Linked DNA regions of Bos taurus: region 1 is linked to region 2. A link is a contact called in public Hi-C data. All regions are on one chromosome and are shown on one strand. Each heading gives the region's core, a stretch centred on a gene start, on an enhancer-like site or on the middle of the called end of the contact. The rest is flanking DNA. Distances are from core to core; before and after follow the strand shown. Region 1 holds the start of ANKRD17 (ankyrin repeat domain 17). Region 2 holds the start of COX18 (cytochrome c oxidase assembly factor COX18).

What was found. Hi-C and Micro-C count contacts between places; a contact is called where the count stands out from the background.
Region 1: a contact with region 2 is called in a Hi-C map of liver, with 3 times the contacts expected there. The contact joins the promoter of ANKRD17 here to the promoter of COX18 in region 2. A contact is called at or near these places in 3 of 11 Hi-C or Micro-C datasets (liver, skeletal muscle and an unstated tissue).

The regions. Positions count from the first base shown.
Region 1 is chr6:88,350,763-88,357,133 of ARS-UCD2.0, reverse strand. It overlaps ANKRD17 (ankyrin repeat domain 17), which reads left to right and starts at 2,143. Exons shown (of 34, transcript NM_001192181.2): 1 at 2,143-2,568. The coding sequence starts at 2,143.
Region 2 is chr6:88,180,763-88,186,753 of ARS-UCD2.0, reverse strand. It overlaps COX18 (cytochrome c oxidase assembly factor COX18), which reads left to right and starts at 1,909. Exons shown (of 3, transcript NM_001082437.2): 1 at 1,909-2,311; 2 at 2,921-3,021; 3 at 5,850-5,991. The coding sequence starts at 1,970.

The DNA of each region.
Region 1 (6,371 bases), core at 894-3,393, 170 kb before region 2:
CAGGGAGTGTGTCATTCCACTGATATTGGAGGAAAGGAAAGATTTGTTAAGTACCTAAGTTTCTAGCATTTGGCAAATTGAAGGCATTTTTGTCGAATAGCATCAGCCTTCTTGTGAAGCTTGCTCAAGTTACATAATTCTATGTGGCTGGGATTTAAAGACTGCAAAAGTATTCTAGTGGGTAGGATGAAAAAGGTGCTTCAGAATATACAAGTAGGAGGGAGGAATCCACCTGAGGTTATGACTTAAATCTGTAGTGTTAAGATATACAATGTTCTGGGCTTCCCTGGTGCTCAGAAGGTAAAGAATACAGCTGTAATGCGGGAGACCTCGATCCCTGGGTTGGGAAGATCCCCTGGAGGAGGGCATGGCAACCCACCCCAGTGTTCTTGCATGGAGAATCCTCATGGACAGAGGAGCCTGGTGAGCTACAGTCCATGGGGTCGCAAAGAGTCAGACACGACTGAGCACCTTAGCTGCACAATACTGTTCTGCACTTAGCAACCACTGTACAAGAGGAACAGGCAGATGGCTAGCACTCTCTGTGTATTTACTATAACACTTATTTCACTGCAAAGCCCCTGGAAGCAGAGACTTAGATTTTAGAAACTATGCACATAGTAGGCACATGATGAATTTTTTCTTGAATGAATCGATTCAGTCATTGCCAATTCTGCCATAGTACTCTGCAGACTACTGGCAACTGCCCACATTTCATATGGTATGCCAATGCTAAAAAGAAAAAAAAAATGCTAAAAAAATTCAGGCACATTCAGCTAAACTTAGCAGTCTTAAAATGGCAACTATGTCAGCTGAGGCATACTTTTTATCTTGTGCCAGTACATCTGTCTTTGATATTTCCTTCATTTTCCTTATGCTGCTGTGCCCTTATTGAACCTGAAAGGGATAATTGAGTTCAATAAGCTACGCTATTATTTCAAAAGTCCTCCAAGTTCTTCAGACATCCACAAATGAACTCACAACCCCTATCACAATATTCCTTCCAAGAGATCCACAGACAAGGATGATTACTTATGATGCTTACTTCACAGAGAAGTGAAAAGCCGAGGTGATGGAGCGGAAGGACTAAATCGGGGTCATTCACTAAAACGTCTGCAAAGTCAGACACAGATCCTGCTTCCTTCTCCTGTCTTCAGCCCTTTAGAGGAAACTTTATAGAGTTGCAGTGATCTCAGACATCACCTAATCGAACTCCTTATGTTGGTTAACACAAGTGTAAACTCAGTTTCAGGAAGTCTATGATCCAAGACTCAAACTGAGGCAAAAGGGGCTCTTTCCTTTATACTACGCCAGCTCTCAAGATCCAAAGCCCTAACTCACCATTTGGCGGTGGAAAAAATGGCCAGGAACGAAACTACGTACGGCAGTCCAGAACCAGGCCCCACCTTCCGGATCAGGCTGTCCGGGCCTCCTGCTAACAAAGCGTCTGGCCCGAGCTTCCGTACCCGCTCCCACCCGGCCCGGGCTGCTCCGCTCCAGCCCTCCCGCTCAGCCGCCCGCCCCATGCACCGCAGCACCGCCCGCTCGCGAAGGCCGGAGACCCGGCCCTCTAAGTCTCACTTTCGTCTTTCGGCCACCCGCGCGCCACCACTCAGGCGACGGCTGATGGCGTCACTTGTACTTCCGCCTGCAGCTGCGTTCTAGACACCAGCGAGGAAGGAAGAAGGGAGGTCTGAAGGGCTGTGTGTGGGGGAAATAGCGAGGAAAGAGAAGCGATCCGGGTGCTAGCGGGCGCTACGGCAGTCACCGCGGCCCTCCTCTGTCCCCGCCGTACCCCCCATCGGAAGTCGCCCTAGGCACACTTCCCCCGATTCTCGGTAGTCTCCCCTCTGCTAGATCTCCGGGCACCCGGGTCTCCCTCTTCGCTTCCCCCACCCCCAGCTTGCTCCCTCACGCTCCCTCCCTCTCCCTCCCTCCCATCGTCAGGCTCCCCGCCCTTAGTATCGCGAGACGAGGTGAGAGCTGGCGGAGCGGCGGCGGCGGCGGCGGCAGTAGAGGTGACCGAGGCGGTGGCGGCGAAGGCGGCACCGAACGCTGTGTCGGCCCCGGTGCGGCCGAAGTCGCGGTAGAGCGTAGCCCCCACGCCCCTCCCCCGTCCGCGCCCTCCCTCTTTCCCCGGAGATGGAGAAGGCGACGGTTCCGGTGGCGGCGGCAGCGGCGGCGGCTGAGGGAGAAGGGAGCCCCCCGGCGGTGGCGGCGGTGGCGGGCCCCCCCGCGGCGGCGGCGGCGGCGGCGGCGGCGGCAGCCGCGGAGGTCGGCAGCAGCATTGGCGGCGGCAGCGGGGCTCGCTCGGCCTCGTCTCCTCGTGGGATGGTGCGAGTCTGCGACCTGCTCTTGAAGAAGAAGCCGCCGCAGCAGCAGCACCACAAGGCCAAGCGTAACCGGACTTGCCGACCCCCCAGCAGCAGCGAAAGCAGCAGCGACAGCGACAACAGCGGCGGCGGTGGAGGCGGCGGCGGCGGCGGAGGAGGAGGTGGCGGCGGCACCAGCAGCAACAACAGCGAGGAAGAAGAGGACGACGACGACGAGGAAGAAGAGGTTTCTGAGGCAAGGGCCTGCTTTCAAAGGAAGAAGGGAGGAAGGGAGTGTAAAGGGTCGGGGCCAAAGGTGGGAGGGGACTTGCGAGGGGACAGATTCCTGTGGGCTTGATCTGTCTTCGGGGCTAGGCTTTACACCGCTCGCTTTCTTTCCCGGGCCGAAATCGTGAGGTGTGGACATGTGGGGGAGGGTAGCTGACACGTGGGGGTGGGAGGACCGCAGAGTCCACAGAGTTGCTGCACAGCACGTTACCCTGGCATGGTTCACACGGTTAGGGGTGGAAGGAATTGGTTAGATTCACTGTGTGCACACTCGGCGGGGTCGGCCTCAGGCCAGTAGGGCCCTGTTACTCCTGGGGCGGGGGCGGGACCAAAGCGGGAGGGGTAAGATAATAGGTAGGAGAGTCTCTTGGGGAACGATTAGGAGGTTGGTAGATTTCTCCCACTAGTGAGGTGGAGGGGAGCAGTTTGAGGGGGAGGCAAGCTTGTAATGGACTGAGAGCTCAGTGTTTGTGTATGTGAGAGACACGTGAGAAGCTGTACTTTTCCATACTGTTCTGCTGCAGGTTCCCACCGCCCCTCCACCCCCCACCCCCCCCCCCATAATTGTGGCTGCTGAAGTCACCTTCACTTCCTCGATCTCTCAAAGATTTTGGATGAACGGATCTTATATCCATTTACATTGATATATGACTCAGTGGATGAAAAATGTATTTGATCCTTACATGTACATACTCATACATTTTCAAATGCTTCCTTGGTGAGGAAGAATTAAGCTAGGCCCTGTTGCTTTTCACAGAATGTGGAGCAGCCTAAGAGGCTGCTTGGGAGCCAGGCTTGGTTGTGGTGAGTTGGAATAGGAAGAAGGCCTCTTGGTCTGTCCTAGTGATCTGGTTTCATAACTGTTTATAATTTTTCCTGGGTTCACAGACAGGCGGCGTTGCAGGCCCTCATTCTTCAAAGAAGGCATTTAACCAAAAGCTCAGTAAAACATATCATACTGAGAACAAGCTAAGAGTTGGCCTTACTAGTTAGCAGGTCTTTTGTAACTCTCTTGTCTGCTTCCTGAAATGGAAGCTAGAAAATCTCGATCTGAAGAAAGAAGTTGTAACTTAAGGCAACAGAAGGAAAACCGCTTTTTAAAGGCTGATTATAAATTTAGTTATAAGAGAGAACAACTAAATTATATAAAAGTACCACTTGCCATTTATTCTCTTCCACAAATAGCTTATTTTGATACAAGGCTTATTTTGATACAATTTTTTGAAAATTGCATTATTGGAAGTTGGGTTCCCTAATTTCAAATAAAGAAATAACCTTTTGAAGAATTTGAGACTTGTCTATTAGTAGAAGAATAGATTCTCTTTTACCTCAAACTGAATGAAGTTATATCTGAAGAGATGTAATCGTTGGAAGTATGTATACCAAAAAAATGGGCACTTGCTACTATTCCTGTTTAGCCTACTGAATTCTAAGGGTAGGTTTGTATTGATAGATTTTGTATTGACCTAGTTGAATGTTTCAGAATAGTGTATAGCTCAACTTGCATATGAAACAGTGAAAAAAGGATGGAACAGGATCCTTATTTCCAGTAAAATCTGTTATGGTAGTTAGAACTCTTCAATTGCATTATTTTTACAGAGACGAGAAAACATTTTAGAAATAATCTCATCCAACCTTCTTATTTTAAAAATGAGGATAACATTTTTTTTTTTTTTTTTAGAGGCAACTGACAGTGATGGTAGCAACAAAAGTGGAAATCAAAGTTTTGTGATGATTCAGACCAGTATACTTTTCATGACAGTTTAGTCCCTGTATCCCCCTCCTGACCTCTTTCAAAAAATAGGCAGTCCGTTGCAAGCCAACACAGTCAAACAGCTTGTGCAAAATACCCATATTTTATTAAAATTTTAAATTCTCTAACAAAATGTCAAGCTCTGGTTTGGAACTTAATATCAAGTTGAGTGCAGTACTTACTGAAATATTATTTGTCTCTAAACTTTACATATCTAGATAGTTCTGTCCATTGGAATTTGGCTTAATAAGCAAAACTTAGTAATTCATTAAATCATGTAGAATAGGCTCAAGCTTATAGTGGTGTTAGTTTTGTAAGTTGGGTTTGGTTTTCCTTGGAAGATAGTGATATATGTTGACTGATCAGTTAGAGAAGTGTTTTCTTTATTTTTAATATGCTTTATTCTGTCTTCTGTCCAGCAGTATAAACAATGGGTTTGTCATTTGTTATGGAGATGAGTCAGGAAAAATAAGTGGAAGAAAGCACAACTATTAAAAATAAGTCTATATAGGTACATGATGAAGGATAAGCAAAGAGAAGTACGGTATGTCTCTGCACCTGCCTCCATCCTTGATTAGCTTTATTTATTTATCTGTACTCTATAAGCTAAATGGATGAGTTGCGCAGTGTTTTTCGTTTTACTACCATTTTATCGACATGTCAGCAGAACTTTAACTTTACAAAGCTAGGAAATCTTAATGGCTGATAGTTGTACTTAAGTCCTTTCTCTAAGTCATCCTGTTATTGCTACACGATGAAAAATATGGATTGCATCTTTGAGATTCTCCTTCAGATAAAAATCATCAAAAGGTTATGGTTTTGCAGTTATTTAACTTGAAAAAGTGGAGGGTAATATAACAAAAAATATCTATGTGTACTTTGATGAAATGCTAGCAGGATATTTTGTATATTTTCTGAAAGAGGGAACATTGGAAGGAAAGGAGATTCAATTTAAATAAAAGCTTTATTTGAATGTTTAAGAAAAAGAATCTAACTTTTTCTAAATGTTAGTGTAGGTTATTGAGAATTGGATTTTCTCTTCAGTATTTCAGAATAGGATAACCATGTTGCAGATAATTTGTGCAACTTCAGATATTCCTTTACCCACCTCCCCAATCTGATGCAAAACCTTAGATCAAAAATTGAAAATTATAATAATTCTCTCAGCTTTCAATGAGTGACTGACCAATATGGAAAATAGATGGAAATGTATTTCCTAACATAAAAACTCTGATGCACTTCTTTACTGACTAGTGGATTAAATGAATTAAATAGTTTAATTTGAATAGTGTAAGAAAAAAATACGGAAATTGCAGGAGTTGATACTCCATTTCATAAACAACATTACATTCTGTTGAACCTATTTTTAAATGTAATTGAATGGCATCAGTGTTTGCTAAAGCAGACACTGATGCCTTTAATAGCTTGCTATTAAAGGTAGAACTCATGTTCAAAAGTTAACATTTTTGTTAAAGATGCATAAAATTTAATACAGTAGGAGTTGATCAGAATTCCATCTATATTTGGTAGGTAATTTGAGGTTTTAAATTTAAGTAACAAACCTAGTGAAGCTATTTCATACAAAGGGAGCCCAGTAAATAAGTTAGGACTTAACTTATTCATTCACTTTTGAAAGGATTTGCAAGGCCAGGGAGCATCTGTTTATAGACAGACATCAAAGACCTAGGGTTGTTTCAGAAGTAGATTACGTTTCCTCAAGTTCAATTCCAAATCTTTTTTTTTGTTGTTAGTTTTTTCATAGAAAAATGCCAGGTTCCTCTGTTGTTATGGTAGAATCCCAGATTAGCCCATAGAAGCTTATCTGTTGCCCTGTTTCACCTCTTAATTGACAAAGCAGTATTTATAAATAAGATGGTAAGATCTTTGAGACAGTGGTTCTGTTATAATTAATCTTGTATCCTATTCTGCTTGAGCATAGTACTTAATAAAAATTTTTTTCAGTGAGTAACTAATAACTAAGGAAGATCCAGAATTCATTTAGGAAACCAAGAGTAGGT
Region 2 (5,991 bases), core at 660-3,159:
TATTAGGGTTGGCATCATTTCAGCTGGTTTGCCCAATATTTGTATAGTCACTCTGTAGTATACTTTTCCACTCAAAATACTCAGAGTATCACAATGTTTGTTACCAGTACATACATATACACTTTGTATTTGCATTGGGCTTTGTAATTGACAAATACTTCTCCCTACATTCTATACCAAGTAGATAGCCAGTCCTGATCATCTCCATTAACCAAATTGTAATCAGTATGTTTTAAGTATATGAAATTAGGTTAAATATTCATAAATTGTATTTAGATCACAATAGTCAAACTTAAAGCAGTGGAACATTTTTAAATGAGACTATAATCTGTGACCCCAAAATGTAGCACAAAAGGTGAGCCTACACTCATTGAAGAAGTTCCAGCCCTGACTCCTGAATACAAATCCACAGAAGGAAGTCTTAGGAATTTGATGAATAGCTTAAAAATTCTTGATTTAAATTATCTGAATAGTGAATGCATAAACGTGGAGTTTTCATTTTAGGATCTTTTTCCTTTCATCAACTCCTTTTCTCCTACATATCAAAAGGTCACAGTCCTTAGGCTTAAATGACGCTGTGGAAAGTCCAACTCCTAATGTTATCAGGTCTCTGCAACGAGAGGAGTGCAGCAGCATAGAAGTTGTTCCTTTGCTCCCTCAACCTTCAGGCCAAGATAATTCCATGTAAAATTCTTTTCCACTTTAAACCAGTAGTCGGTACCAATAGGTTGCTTGTTTTAACTTGACAAACAGATAGGGAGACAGTGATACAGGCTTTTACTTGAGGAAAAGAAATTCTATAACATATGTTGGGATGTGTGTGTTAACATATAAAATTTCATGAATGGATTTAATCATGTAATTTGAAGGAAGATCACTTCCTGAACCCAGAGAAAACATCTGGTACCCCTGGGTAGGTGCACAGTGAAGCAAGAACAGTAGCTCCAGTTTGACATTACCCCAATATTGGCTGGCACCTTCGTTTTAATCAATGATTTTGTTCCTCAACACAATTTGGCCTTTAGGTCTAGGGATGATCATTATGTTAAGAAACTCCATGTCATCCCATTGTGTTCCCAGGAACACAAAGCTAAAAACTAGTCCATGTACATTTTAGCCTGCTCCTTTTAAACAGAAGACAGCTGATGTTGCTGTTCAGGCTCCTGAAAGTTTATACACGATGTTAAGCCCCAATAAAGAAGTCACCGTGCTGCCAGTGATAACTCCCCTTAACTCAGGAGATGGTTCTTTATTCTTAATAAACTTTACTGCCCTTTATAATGAAAGATGAAACACTAAAACTGGTTCTGAAAATGCTTATTAGGACAGATGAGGCAATTAAATAATTTATACCACAGACTAAAGTATGCTTAGAGCATAAAGACTTGATTTTAACAACACAGAAACTCACGCCTCTCCAAACTGGCATTTCAGCAACGCGTTCAAGATAGATTGAGTATAATCTATCTCAATCCCTAGCGGAAGCAATCGGGGTGCACATAAAAACGTGGGGGGCTACCTTCTGATCACAAAAAGCACCCACAAAGTTTAAACCATGACATGATTAAGTCAAAAAGAACGGAAAGGTATATGCCGAAGACAGAATTTACAGGACGAGAGCTTCCTAGAGAACGCCTCGCCGGGCTCCGGGCACCAAGTCCCACCCGCAACACTACAATTCCGGTCTAGGCTCGAGGAGCTCCACCACAGCAGCGCGAAAGTTTCGTGTCTGCGCAGTAGGCTTGCTAGGGGCCGCGTGAGAAAGGTGGGACATTTCTGCCTCGTGCGTCATCTCTAGTGCGACTCAATACGTCACTGGCTTGACCGGGAAGGTCAATTGTGGCCACCCGCGAACTCACGCCCACTTTACGCCGGGGTTGCCGGCGCATGCGCGTAGCGGCCTAGGCGGAGCGGTGCGAGCGCGCGTGGTCTGTGAGGCCGGCGTTTCGGACCCAACTCTGGCGCGGAGATGCTGTGCCGGCTCAGCGTTAGGTGGCTGCGGCCCCGGCCTGCCCTGCAGGTCCGTGTCCTGGACCCATTGCTCGCACGGGCCCCAGCAGGCGGCGCCAAGAGCTCTGCTCTGCCAGTGTGGGCGGTGGCATCGGTCTCCGCAGTTGGCCTGAGCGGCGCGGGAGGCTGGTACGAGGCCTTGGCTACCTCGGCGCCGGTGCAGGGCGCAGAGGACGTGCTGCTCTTCGCCCACACCGCCTCGGGCCTGCCCTGGTGGGGCAGCATTCTCCTCACCACCGTGGTCCTGCGCGGGGCCGTCACACTACCCCTGGCTGCCTACCAGCACTACATCCTGGCCAAGGTGAGGGGTGCCGAGCCGCGCGTGGACCGTGTGTACCCACTTCCGTGGTGAGGAGGGTCAAAGTCTCACCTGGGGCTTAAGATCCCCAGATACTTCCGGAGTACTTACTGTTAATCATCAGCACCTCTAAGGCAGTAAGCTTACAAAAAGGAATTAACACAGGCAGAAGTAAATGCAGATTCTCTTATGGCTCTGTAGCTACAAAGAGCATATTAAAGACACTTAATAGACTACCGTTTCTTCAGTTTATATTACTGGAAAACCCACGGATTGAAACATTAAAAGTGTGGAGTGTAGGGCTTATTTAATCCTTAAAATAACCCTGTGAAGTAGGTGCTGTTATACATTTTATATAAGAGGGAACAAGACTTTAGAGGTTGAATAATTTGCCCAACATCACACTGCTAAGTGTATAAGTTGGAATTTTAATTTGATTGCAATTGAGGATATCATAAATTAACATCTTGTGAGAAATCTTCGAGTTTCTTGACACAACCAGTAAACCACATGTTTTTAAATGAGTTTAGGGAATAGAGAGTAAACTTATGAATGGTTATGAATACAGATCTTTAATGTGCTCATAACAAAGTCTACTTTTTCTTTAGCTAGGTGGAAAATTTGCAGCCAGAAATAAAAAACATTGCACGACATCTTAACCAAGAAGTTGCAGTTCGTGCACATCAGTTGGGATGGTCCAAGAGAGTTGCCAGGTAAGCTAATTCTCTGCATATAAGACCATGAAAAAAATATGTATGTATGTATGTCTTTATTACAGGAGAAGGCAATGTCACCCCACTCCAGTACTCTTGCCTGGAAAATCCCATGGACGGAGGAGCCTGGTAGGCTGCAGTCCATGAGGTTGCTAAGAGTCTGACACGACTGAGCAACTTCACTTTCACTTTTCACTTTCATGCATTGGAGAAGGAAATGGCAATCCACTCCAGTGTTCTTGCCTGGAGAATCCCAGAGACAGAAGAGCCTGGTAGGAGGCCATCTATGGGGTCGCAAAGAGTCGGACACGACTGAAGCTACTTAGCAGCAGCAGCAGCAGCAGCATGTCTTTTTTACAGGGTGTGGTATTCTGTAGCTTTAGCAGCAAAGTTGTTCTTTTTACTTTTTAATATTTTAAAAAGTTTTTGTGGCGTGATAGGTTTATATACTGGACTGAAAGCAAAAAAAGAGACAAAGCAGAGTTCCTTGATCTTAAAGGACTCCAGACTACTGAAAAAGACAGATGTGTAAACAAATAATGACTGGATTAAGTAACTAAAAAAGATTATGTACAAGGAGTTAGGTCATCATGGAAAGTTAGGGAAGGCTTCACAGGATACAGATACTGTGCCACTTTGTTGAGATTTTAGTCAACAAAAGATACAAGTTATTTACAAACTTAACCTTTTGACAGCATAGAGCAGGTAGCTGCCCAAAAGAATGAGGAGACAGAAAATATAAATGCCATGGTAAAAGCAACTGGGTAGGCCAGGAGTTGTTACTCTGCTGTAGTTATCCTGTGTTGCTGTCTCCCTGAGCTCTTTGAGAGCCCTTGCCTAAGGGTGCTTGACCATGTTGTAGTTCCATGTGGGCAGCCATCCACTAAGAATTTTTGTGAGATGCTGACAAAGTGTTCAGCATCTCACAGCAATGAGAAAAATAAGGGTGTTTTAGTATGAATATGTAATGTGTATATATATGGGTATATGTGTGTATTAGTCAGTCATGTCCAACTCTTTATGACCCCAGAGACTCTAGCCTGCCAGGCTCCTCTGTCTCTGGAATTCTCCAGGTAAGAATACTGGAGTGGATTGCCAGTTCCTTCTCCAGGGTATCTTCCCCACCCAGGGATCACACCCAAGTCTCCCACATTACAGGCAGATTCTTTACCATTTGAGCCACCAGGGAAGGCCCTATCCATATATTTTTATCTATATAGGTATAAATTTGCCACCTATCTACAATATGAAATTGAGTCCCTCTTTAGTGTTAAAAAGACCTGCCATTTTAAAAAAATCATTCTTATAGCTTAATGTCTTTACTTGATAAAAAGTTGGTAAACCTATAGTTTTGAAGTTCTACTGATCAAGGAAGTCTAAGGGCTACAGCTCTAGACCAGAAGAACACATTAGTAGCTGCTCACATGGTTATAAATACAGCCTAGGTAAGACTGTGCTACCGTACTTATGCATCCCTGGCAGGATGATTGTCCGGACACATCCTTACACAGATGAATGACTTTCTAGAGGAAGACATTATCTGCGGGTTTCCTGTATTGTCAGTTTAACTGGGTTTTGAAGAATGAAAAGGAGTTTGTCAGGTGAACAAACAGCCAGGAAAGTGGACAGTCTTCAAAGATGATGTAATAACTTCCAGGGCATGCTGATGTGAAAGTCTGAGTTGTTGGATGACCCAGGTCATTCAAGGGACAAGAAAAAGAGTAACAGGAAATAATGTTGAAAGAGTGGGCGAAGACTGAATTACAAGGAGCCTGGAATGTCTCTGTGTACTGTCTTAATTCAGTGCATTATAATTTGATTAAATTCTGCAAACCTATTGAAAACCTACCTTGTACAAAACATGCCACAAGAGATTTAAAGATGAAGACCCATCCAATATTGTAGTCTAGCAAGTGGGACGTAAGAACAGGAGTTGAAAACAGCAACAAAAACAACAGAGGAGTAACTAATATGGTTAACAGAGAAGCAGTAAGAAAATCTTTATGAAAGAGTTGATTGAAGAATGGAGATTGTTTAGACAGGTCAGGAGCATACATGGTACAAAACCACATTGCTCTGAAAGGTATGTTCAGGGATCAGGTGATTGAATTTGGCTGGAGTGGAGAAATTTGAGTAAAATGTGCTTTAACCTCTAGTATTTCTGATTCAAATTTTGGTCATACCATGTTAGTAGTGAAATTTCCTTTGTTAAAGCCTAGTTTGCCTAAGACCTCCAGAAATAAAGCCTGAAGTTTGACAGTGGCGGATTTCTCAAATTGTTATGTAATTTGCTTACATTGTGAACAAACTTTGAGTAAAAGGTTTTATTTTCCTTTTTTTTCGGCAACCACTTGGTGTAGCTTAGGGGCTTCCCTTTTAGCTCAGTTGATAAAGAATCAGTCTGCAATGCAGGAGATGCCGGTTCAATTCATGGGTCAGGAAGATCTGCTGGAGAAGGGCTAGGCTACTCATTCCAATATTCTTGGGCTTCCCTGGTGGCTCAGCTGGTAAAGAATCCATCTGCAATACGGGAGACCTGGGTTCTGTCCCTTGGTTGGGAAGATCTCCTGGAGATGGGAAGGGCTACCCACTCCAGTATTCTGGCCTGGAAAATTCCATGGAGTATGTAGTCCATGGGGTTGCAAAGAGTCAGACACTACTGAGCGACTTTCACTTCACTTTGGTATAGCTTCTGACAGTCAAAAATCCTGCATAAATCCTTTAGCCAGTAACCATAGTATAGGTGTGTTTATCCTGTAGGGATGAAGCACAGCTAGTATCCAAATGATGTTTTCTCCTTTCCCTTTTTCCCTCTTCCCTCAAACTAGGCTCACTTACCTAAAGACTATGCGGAGGCTTGTTTCAGAGCTCTATGTTCGGGATAACTGCCACCCCTTCAAAGCCACTGTGCTGGTCTGGATTCAGCTTCCAATGTGGATCTTCATGTCTGTCGCTCTCCGAAACTTTAGC